Linked DNA regions of Hordeum vulgare: region 2 is linked to region 1. The links are chromatin contacts, called in public Hi-C maps. All regions are on one chromosome and are shown on one strand. The core of a region is the stretch at or near the end of the contact, and the rest is flanking DNA. Distances in the headings are between cores, read along the strand shown.

Region 1 (4,336 bases), core at 309-2,808:
ACTTCCAAATTTGTTTAGGATTTTTCAAAATTGTTCTCGGTTCCAAATTTCTTATCAAGAATCAAAAAATGTTCGTACTTTAAAAAATTGGTTGGGTTTTCTAAAAACTTTTTGCTGTTTCCAAATTTTGTTCTCAAGATTCAAAAATTGTCGTGCTTTCAAAAATTGTTCGCTCTTCCAAATTTGTTCAGGATTATTCAAAAATTTTCTCCTTTTCAAAATTTGTTCTCAGAATTCAAGAAAATTTTATACTTTCAAATTTGTTTGGGGTTTTTCAAAATCGTTCTCCTGCTGAAAATTTTATTGCCAAGATTCAAAAAATGTTCGTGCTTTGAAAATTGTTTGCGGTTTCAAATTTATTCCAAATTTTTCAAAATTGTTCTTCATATTCTAATTTTTTTTTCTTCAAATAGAAAAAGGAAAGGAAAATGGAAACAAGAAATATCAATAAAAAGGAAATAAAACAGAAAAGAAAAAAGTAGCAGAAAAAAAGGAAACGAAGCTGGCAAAAGTAGGTAGGACCCTGTGCGGCGTAGGTAGGACCTATTATTCGGGATCATCTATACACCGCTCAGTGCGGCAAGTAGTCGCTGTTTCACACTTTTTGAAAAATGTTCCGTATTTTTTTACTTTAAAGTTTCTTTTTCAAAAAATGTTCCGGGTTTTCATAAAATGGTCTTCAAATTCGGAAAATGATTTTCTTTTTCGAAAATGTTTCGGAATTTCAACCAATGTTCGGAATTTTCAGAAAAAATGTTAATAATTTCAATTTTTTTGAACAATATTTCGAAAACATTTTGCTTGACAATTTGTTCGCATTTTTAAAAATTGTTCACAGTTTCAAAAATGTTAATATTTTTATAAAATAATTGGGAAATTCAACTTTATTTTATTTTCATAAAAAATGATAAAAAGAAAAAAGAAATAAAAACGAACCAAAGTTTAAAAAAAGAAAGGAAATAAACAGAAAAGGAAAAAGAAAAGAAATAAGCAGAATAGAAAGGGTCGGTCCAGTCGAGCGATTGCCCTGTGCAACCAAAGGACTCCCGCAGAATGCCACAGGTAGGAGATCGCCTGTTATTCGGCGCCATCAGCGACGGTTAGGGAAACCAGTAGATGCAGCGCTTTTCTTCATGGGCTGTCCATGTAAAAATGTGTTGGTCATTAAAATTTTGAAAAAAGTTCACCGAATTTCAAAAAGTTCCGATTTGCAAAACAAATTCAATTATTATGAAAAAACGTTCACCAACTTTTGAAATATTTTCATGGATTTTCAAACAAATTACAGAATTTGAAAAACAAATCATCGATTTTGAAAAAAGTTCATCAATTTTTAAAAACAGTTGACTGATTTTGAAAAATGTTCATGAATTTGAAATTATGTTCATAGATTTTTGGAAAGGCTCACATATTTACAGATAATATTCATCGATTTTTAAAAAAGTTCGCCGATTTCACAAAGAGTTCACGGGTTAAAAAAAGTTCATGATGGATGGACCGACCCATTGCGGAGCGCTGCAGGCGCCGGTTAGCAAATTTGACTTGTAACCAGCGCCTGTGGCGCTAAATAGGGTCCCGGCGATTGATTTGAATTGTAAGCGAGGAGCGACCCCGGGTCAAACCAGCGCAGCCCATTCATGCCTTTTACAAGGCCTTGTAGTCCATTATACATAGGAAAAAAATAAACTACTACATCTGAAGTATTTTCGTGTATAATAAGTATGAACTATTACACAAAAAAGCAAAACATGCCATCATATATGAATGATGCATGAAATATTCATAATAAATGCCATCTTCTTATAATAAAAATATTCATCCTCTATTCCTCTTATAGAAATAAAAGTCACATCCTCTTATAATAATGAACGTCATCCTTTTCATAATAAGTGCCATTCTCATTCTTAAAAATGTTGTGATAAAAGAATGCTGTCCTCTTATAATAAAAAACATTCTGTCATCTTATAATAAAAAAATCCATCCTCACTATAAAAATGCCATGATAAAAAACAACCAACACGTACTAAACCTCCATGTATATTGCTGTTGGTTATCATACACCATTAATATATTCATGCTTAACTTGTCTACCTACAACCTTATACGAGAGAGATTTTTAACAAAATATGAGAGAGAATGATGAGAGTTAGATAGATAGAGAGAGCACCGGTATAATATATTCTTACTGCTTTATGGACAACTCGTTAATGCCGCAAGATTTTGTTGTGGATTCCTAAGTAGCATCCACATAGCAAAGAAGTTAACAATTCAAATACATGGTTAAAAAAACAGCTACTATTTTTTCAATAGATAAGATTCTCATGAATTAAAAATATATTCAACGATTCAAAATTTTTCCATTATTTAAAAATCATACATTTGTAAAAATAATTATAAATTTCAATTTTTTCACTCTTTGAAAATTATTCATAATGTTTTTAAATATTCAATATTTTTAGGAAAACAAATGAAAATAAATACCATAAAGTGAACACACAATAAATAATTTTTTTTGAAATAAAAAAACCGGTTGAAAAAGTATTTGAAAATATGGAACATAATGAGTAAAAGTTGAAGTCGGAAGGCGAAAAAAAACATCCAAAATGGGCCGATCCATGCCACACGAGGGTTACAAAAATCTTACGTTTTGACAATATTTTCCCTACAAGTAAAGAATGGATGGTCTTTCAGAGGTACTCACAGAGGTAGGGTATGTATACATGCATCCAGAGATGTGAGTATATATACGTGTCTGTGGACATCTACGTTTGTACCATGCTTTCTAAAAAACAAAAAAGACAAACTATTTCTCGCCCACTACGACATGTAAAACGAACTAGACTACACACTGTTTGTTATGGCACTACTTGAGTGTTTTTTATGGCACTACTTGATTTGTTAGTTAAGTTAGCATAAACCATCTCATGGTAGGTTCGATCACATGTTCTCATGTTTTTTTCTCATTTATTTTAGCATGTACTTTCTTCTCTCATATTTCACTTCGTCTTCCATCTTTTTTATTTCTCTTTAATTTTGTATTAATTCTTTTAGGTTTATGTTTCTTTCTAGTTTTAGTTTTTTTCCATTTGTTTGTATTGTTTGTTAATTGTTTAGTATTTTTTATAATGCTCGCACAATTTCAGTTTTATGGAGAATATGTGAGCACTAGTTTGATGGAAAGTTTTGAGAATACGTGAACACTTTTTTATTGCATTAAAAGTTTCTTGAAAAAATGTGAATTCTTCAACATTTTAAATATATGGTATTTTTAATACACAATTAACTTATTAGGTATGATGAATATTTTCCAATTACAAATGAACTGGTTGTAATATACCATAAAATAGTTTTTAAATGCGTGGACATTAATTCTTACGTTCATGAACATTAATTTTCCTTGCAATATGTTTTGCTGCCGAAGGAACATCTTTATTGCGTTGTTTAAACATTTTCTTTCTGCATGTGAATATCTTTTTATGCGGCATGGTACATGGTTATAATTTAATTGTATCGACAGAATTTTTTGAAGTTGTCAGAATAATTTTTTCAAGAACACATGAGCATCAGTTTTATTTGGGTTAAAAATTTCCGTATGGTTTTGGTTCAACTGAAATAATAGGTTATATCAGAACTGTATGTGTGTTGTTTTTGGAGTCTAGATTTTGTGGGCCGGGCCAATACAGGCGACATGAAGCTGCCCGGGCTAGAATCCTCTTCCACTCTACACCGTCACCATCGCCGACGCTGACGCCAAGATCCATCTGTACGTTTGCCGGAAGTTGCTGCACGCACGCACGAACATGAGTCCTCTCTGGCTCTCTCGCCCCCGCCGCGACGGAGTGACGGCCAGCCGTCGTGCCGTGCACACCGACGCTGGCCTCCTGATTCACGATTTCCATCTTTAGAGTCGTCCAAGACCAAGATCCGCCGGGCTGGGCACACCGCCATATATACTAGTACGTCAATTGTTTACTTTTAGTGATTCGTTTTTATTTTTTGGGTAGTTTATTCCTTAATTTTGATTCGTATTTATTTATTTTCAAAATTATTATGAAGCCTAAATCAGGTGCTGCTAAAAGAACCTGGATTACAGTTTATATAATCTGGCTTCCAAACATGTCCACCTGAATTATTTTTATAAACCAGATTATATAATCTACCTTCATAATCCAGATTATCATAATCTATTGTGGTTCCAAACAGGGCCTAAAGCTGCTCACTGGAACCCCTAAAAGCTAATTATCTATTGTGGTTCCAAACATGGCCTAAAGCTGCTCACTGGAACCTCTAGAAGATAATGACATGTCCGTCCTCTGTTTTATTTTGAAAAAAGGAG
Region 2 (4,385 bases), core at 1,772-4,271, 140 kb before region 1:
GTATGCGGATACTGACGATCGAATCTCGGGCAAGTAACATACCGAAGGACAAAGGGAATGACATACGGGATTATACGAATCCTTGGCACTGAGGTTCAAACGATAAGATCTTCGTAGAATATGTAGGATCCAATATGGGCATCCAGGTCCCGCTATTGGATATTGACCGAGGAGTCTCTCGGGTCATGTCTACATAGTTCTCGAACCCGCAGGGTCTGCACACTTAAGGTTCGACGTTGTTTTATGCGTATTTGAGTTATATGGTTGGTTACCGAATGTTGTTCGGAGTCCCGGATGAGATCACGGACGTCACGAGGGTTTCCGGAATGGTCCGGAAACGAAGATTGATATATAGGATGACCTCATTTGATTACCGGAAGGTTTTCGGAGTTACCGGGAATGTACCGGGAATGACGAATGGGTTCCAGGAGTTCACCGGGGGGGGACCCACCCCGGGGAAGCCCATAGGCCTTGGGGGAGACACACCAGCCCTTAGTGGGCTGGTGGGACAGCCCACAAGTGCCCTATGCGCCAAGGAGAAGAAAATCAAGAGAGAAAGAAAAAAAAAGGAGGTGGGAAGGAAGGGGGACTCCCTCCCACCAAACCTAGTCCAACTCGGTTTGGGGGGGGGGGGGGAGAGTCCTCCCCCTTGGACTCGGCCGACCCCCTTGAGCCCCAAGGCAAGGCCCCCTCCCTCCCACCTATATATACGGAGGTTTTAGGGCTGATTTGAGACGACTTTTCCACGGCAGCCCGACCACATACCTCCACGGTTTTTCCTCTAGATCGCGTTTCTGCGGAGCTCGGGCGGAGCCCTGCTGAGACAAGGTCATCACCAACCTCCGGAGCGCCGTCATGCTGCCGGAGAACTCTCCTACCTCTCCGTCTCTCTTGCTGGATTAAGAAGGCCGAGATCATCGTCGAGTTGTACGTGTGCTGAACGCGGAGGTGCCGTCCGTTCGGTACTAGATCGTGGGACTGATCGCAGGATTGTTCGCGGGGCGGATCGAGGGACGTGAGGACGTTCCACTACATCAACCGCGTTCTCTAACGCTTCTGCTGTACGGTCTACGAGGGTACGTAGATCACTCATCCCCTCTCGTAGATGGACATCACCATGATAGGTCTTCGTGCGCGTAGGAAATTTTTTGTTTCCCATGCGACGTTCCCCAACACATAGTCCTTGATATTCTTCTTCGAAGGAGGTCGTTCGCTCGACCTTGCTTCTTGGAACCGCCGTGGAGGTGGGCAAATGGCATGGGACCCGCACAGAGATAAAAATTGTAGGTTGGGTTGGAGCTCATCATTGATATGGTGGCCGTGGAGAGACTTTGGCGCATGCTATGGAGGTTGTTTGTTAGTCTTCATCACCGGTCCATCAATATTTTTGGGGAAACGACGAACTCTCTTCTTCCTCCCAGCCCAAGAGCCAAAGGGGAGGCAATGAAGCTTCTATTTAGAGTCCGTCACCAACCTGATAGAACTATTATGATAACAGAATCTTAGCTTTTGCACAAAGGACCCACAACCAAGAAGTAAAATTACAATTGAGACCGAAGAATCAACTCAGCTTGAAACCAACGTCTGTCACCTGCCCCCGCTGTCACCACAACAAGCGTTGAATGAAAATGACACATATCACATTTTCACCCGAAGTCCACGTGGTTCCATCACTAACCACAAACTTTTCGTATCTCCAGGGTAGCTCACAAAAGGAAAATCCATTGTTCCAGAAAGAATTTAATCAGGCAACACCCCCGGACATGCCATTGAGCTCTAAATGTGGCATCCTTGCGTGATGACATCGAAGAGGAAACCAGATCCGCCAGCCACCAACCATGAACCCAATACATGATCCATCGTCTTCCAGCTGTCGCCGGACATAGATCACCGTCCTCATCCTCTTTTGAACTAACTCCCGAGCTCGGCACAAGTGACAGAGCAAAACCCGTTCAGCAGGGTAGCTCGACGACGCAAGTCCACCACAGGGATGTTGCCACCACAACATCCCCTTTTCAACAAACCACCATCAAGACCCCATCACCGACCAGAGAAACAGAACGCCACGCTGAAGGATGGTTTGGACTACTTTTATTCACGGCTACCGTCACCGTAGCCGGAGCCAAGACGTGTCGAGTGACCGACCGAAAACCAACACTATAGGTACACGGGTCCGCATGACCCCCTCACCCTCGACGACTGGAAGGTTATCAATGCAGGAAAGCCGTCGGAAGGCTGGTAGCACCACACGAGATCTAGATTGCCTTTCTTTTCTTCCGGAGAAAGAAAGAAAAGAATCTTTTTATCTGACTGGAAAGTTTACAAAGTAATTTGAGGGGAATTATTATAATTTTTTTGAGGGGTAAGACCAATTTTATTCATCAAAAGCCACATTTAGTGGGATACAAAGCGGATCATGGGGTTGTCCCAGCCAAATGTGTCGCCCCGGACCCAAAGCAAGCGGATACTTGGCTAGTTTATGTGCTTCAGTATTAGCAGCACGACCTTCAAAAGAAAAATTACAATGAAAAAGAGTAGCGCTAAGGGAAATTTCATGGACTATGGAGCCGTTCCGCCCTTTTGCACCCTTCTTTATATCTGCAACCGTTTGCTTGGAGTCAGAAGCTATGATGACTGATACGTCTTCGTCGTATGTACTTTTTTAAACTCTTTTGCCCTTGTTTTGGACTCTAATTTGCATGATTTGAATGGAACTAACCCGGACTGACGCCGTTTTCAGCAGAATTACCATGATGTTGTTTTTTGCATAAATAAAAGATTTTTTCTGGATTTAAGGTTTCATTAGGGACATTGAGCAGACCCTTGATTTCCCCTTGAACATTTCCCGGCACCCCCTATCTGAAAAAGATGGGTGATTTGGCAACGTTAATATGGAGTGAACGGTAAAATCATACTCCCTCCGTCTCAAAATAAGAAACCGGTTTTCCCGGACTCGGTACGGCCCGTAAATGGGCTAAAAGCGAGCAGGCTTTTGCAGCCTCGGACGGAGGAACAAAAAAATCTCCACTTGCGGCCTCGCCCACGCCCACGGCCACGGCCAGAGTTCCCCATCACTCCGACGGACCACCATTTCTGCCAGCTCTCCCCTCTCCATTCAGATCGCCGTGACCGTGACTCAGCCGCCATGGGCGCCACAAAGCCTGCTCCCGCCGCGAGACTCCTGTGACCCCAACCACCCACCGCCCCGCCCCGCCCCACCCCTCCCTCAACCGCGGATCGCCGGGCGGGGACATGCCTCCCACGCCGCCGCCGGAGACGGACGCCGAGCCGGAGTTCGCCGAGGTCGACCCCACCGCCCGCTACGGACGGGTAACGATCCGACCTCCTCCACCGCCCATTCATTCCCTCTCCCCACCCCCCTCCACGCGACCCCGTCCTCAACACCTGCTGATCCGGCGGACGGCGCCCCCTGTTTCGTTTCTTTGATTTGATGCAGTACACGGAGGTCCTCGGCAAGGGCGCGTTCAAGACGGTGTATCCTTTCCGCGCCGCTCGATTCGTTTCCCGGGGGCCGTTTGACTCCTCCTGGTTGGCCAAGATTCGGTTTTTTACCCGGTCCACGGGGCCCTTTCGCTGTTCGAAACAGTCGCGCGTGCACTGTGATGCGTTGATAATCTGCTCAACTTTTGGTATCTATATGTGCCTAGTATGTCAGGGGTTTCAATGATATCTATCTCCTCTGTGCGAAAACCCGTGATTTCTTCCTCGTTTAGATGGGAGTTTAGCTGGCATTGACCTGCTGTGATTGCTCGAGTTTTTTTTGTATATAATGGAAGAATAATCGCAAGACCTCTGCGGTCGACACGACCCAGCTCTGATTCCATTTGTCACCTGAAAGTTTCCATTTCCTGCTGCGCATTGGCTGGCATACAGTAGTTGCTGTCCTTCTATGAATGATATGACTTTCCCATATGCCTTCTGATGCATTGAATTCTGCTTAAGTTTGGTATTATTGCCTGCTATCTACGGTGGGTGGGTGAATGCTATCTACCCTCTGCAGAAACCTGCCATTTCTTCTTCTTCGCCTGAATGTGAATTTAGCTTGCATTAACCTGCTGTGATTACTTGTCATTTTTTTTCTTCGTATTTCTGATTTTTTTTTTCTGTCTGGGGTTGTTTGCCTTGTCCTGCTTGGTTAAGATTCAATTTTCACAAAGTCCGCGCAAGCTTTTGCAATCTGCAACGGTCTCATATGCCCAGTGATGTGTTGATTTCGGCTGTAGTTTTGGTATTTACGTCTGCTATTTCTTCTTCGTTTGAATGGGATTTTAGCTGCCATTGACCTGCTGTGATTCCTGGATATTTTTTTTTATAATGGAAGAATAATCTCCCATCCTCTGCACCCTACAGTGTGCACACAAGAC

The links. A called contact is a pair of places that touch in the nucleus more often than the background predicts.
Region 2: a Hi-C map of leaf shows a contact between it and region 1, with 2.5 times the contacts expected there. The contact joins the promoter of LOC123439193 here to the enhancer-like site in region 1. A contact is called at or near these places in 3 of 6 Hi-C or Micro-C datasets (leaf and seedling).

Annotation. Positions count from the first base shown.
Region 1 is chr1H:8,738,038-8,742,373 of MorexV3_pseudomolecules_assembly, reverse strand. No RefSeq gene overlaps it. Among protein-coding and RNA genes, the nearest start is that of LOC123404261, 36 kb to the right of the region's middle. Within about 2 kb of position 1,558, at least 2 of the 3 cell types and tissues checked have open chromatin away from gene starts, as enhancers often do. A contact at or near this core is called in leaf, where this site is marked.
Region 2 is chr1H:8,878,706-8,883,090 of MorexV3_pseudomolecules_assembly, reverse strand. LOC123439193 (probable serine/threonine-protein kinase WNK2) reads left to right here and starts at 3,021. Exons shown (of 9, transcript XM_045115969.1): 1 at 3,021-3,330; 2 at 3,458-3,495. The coding sequence starts at 3,253.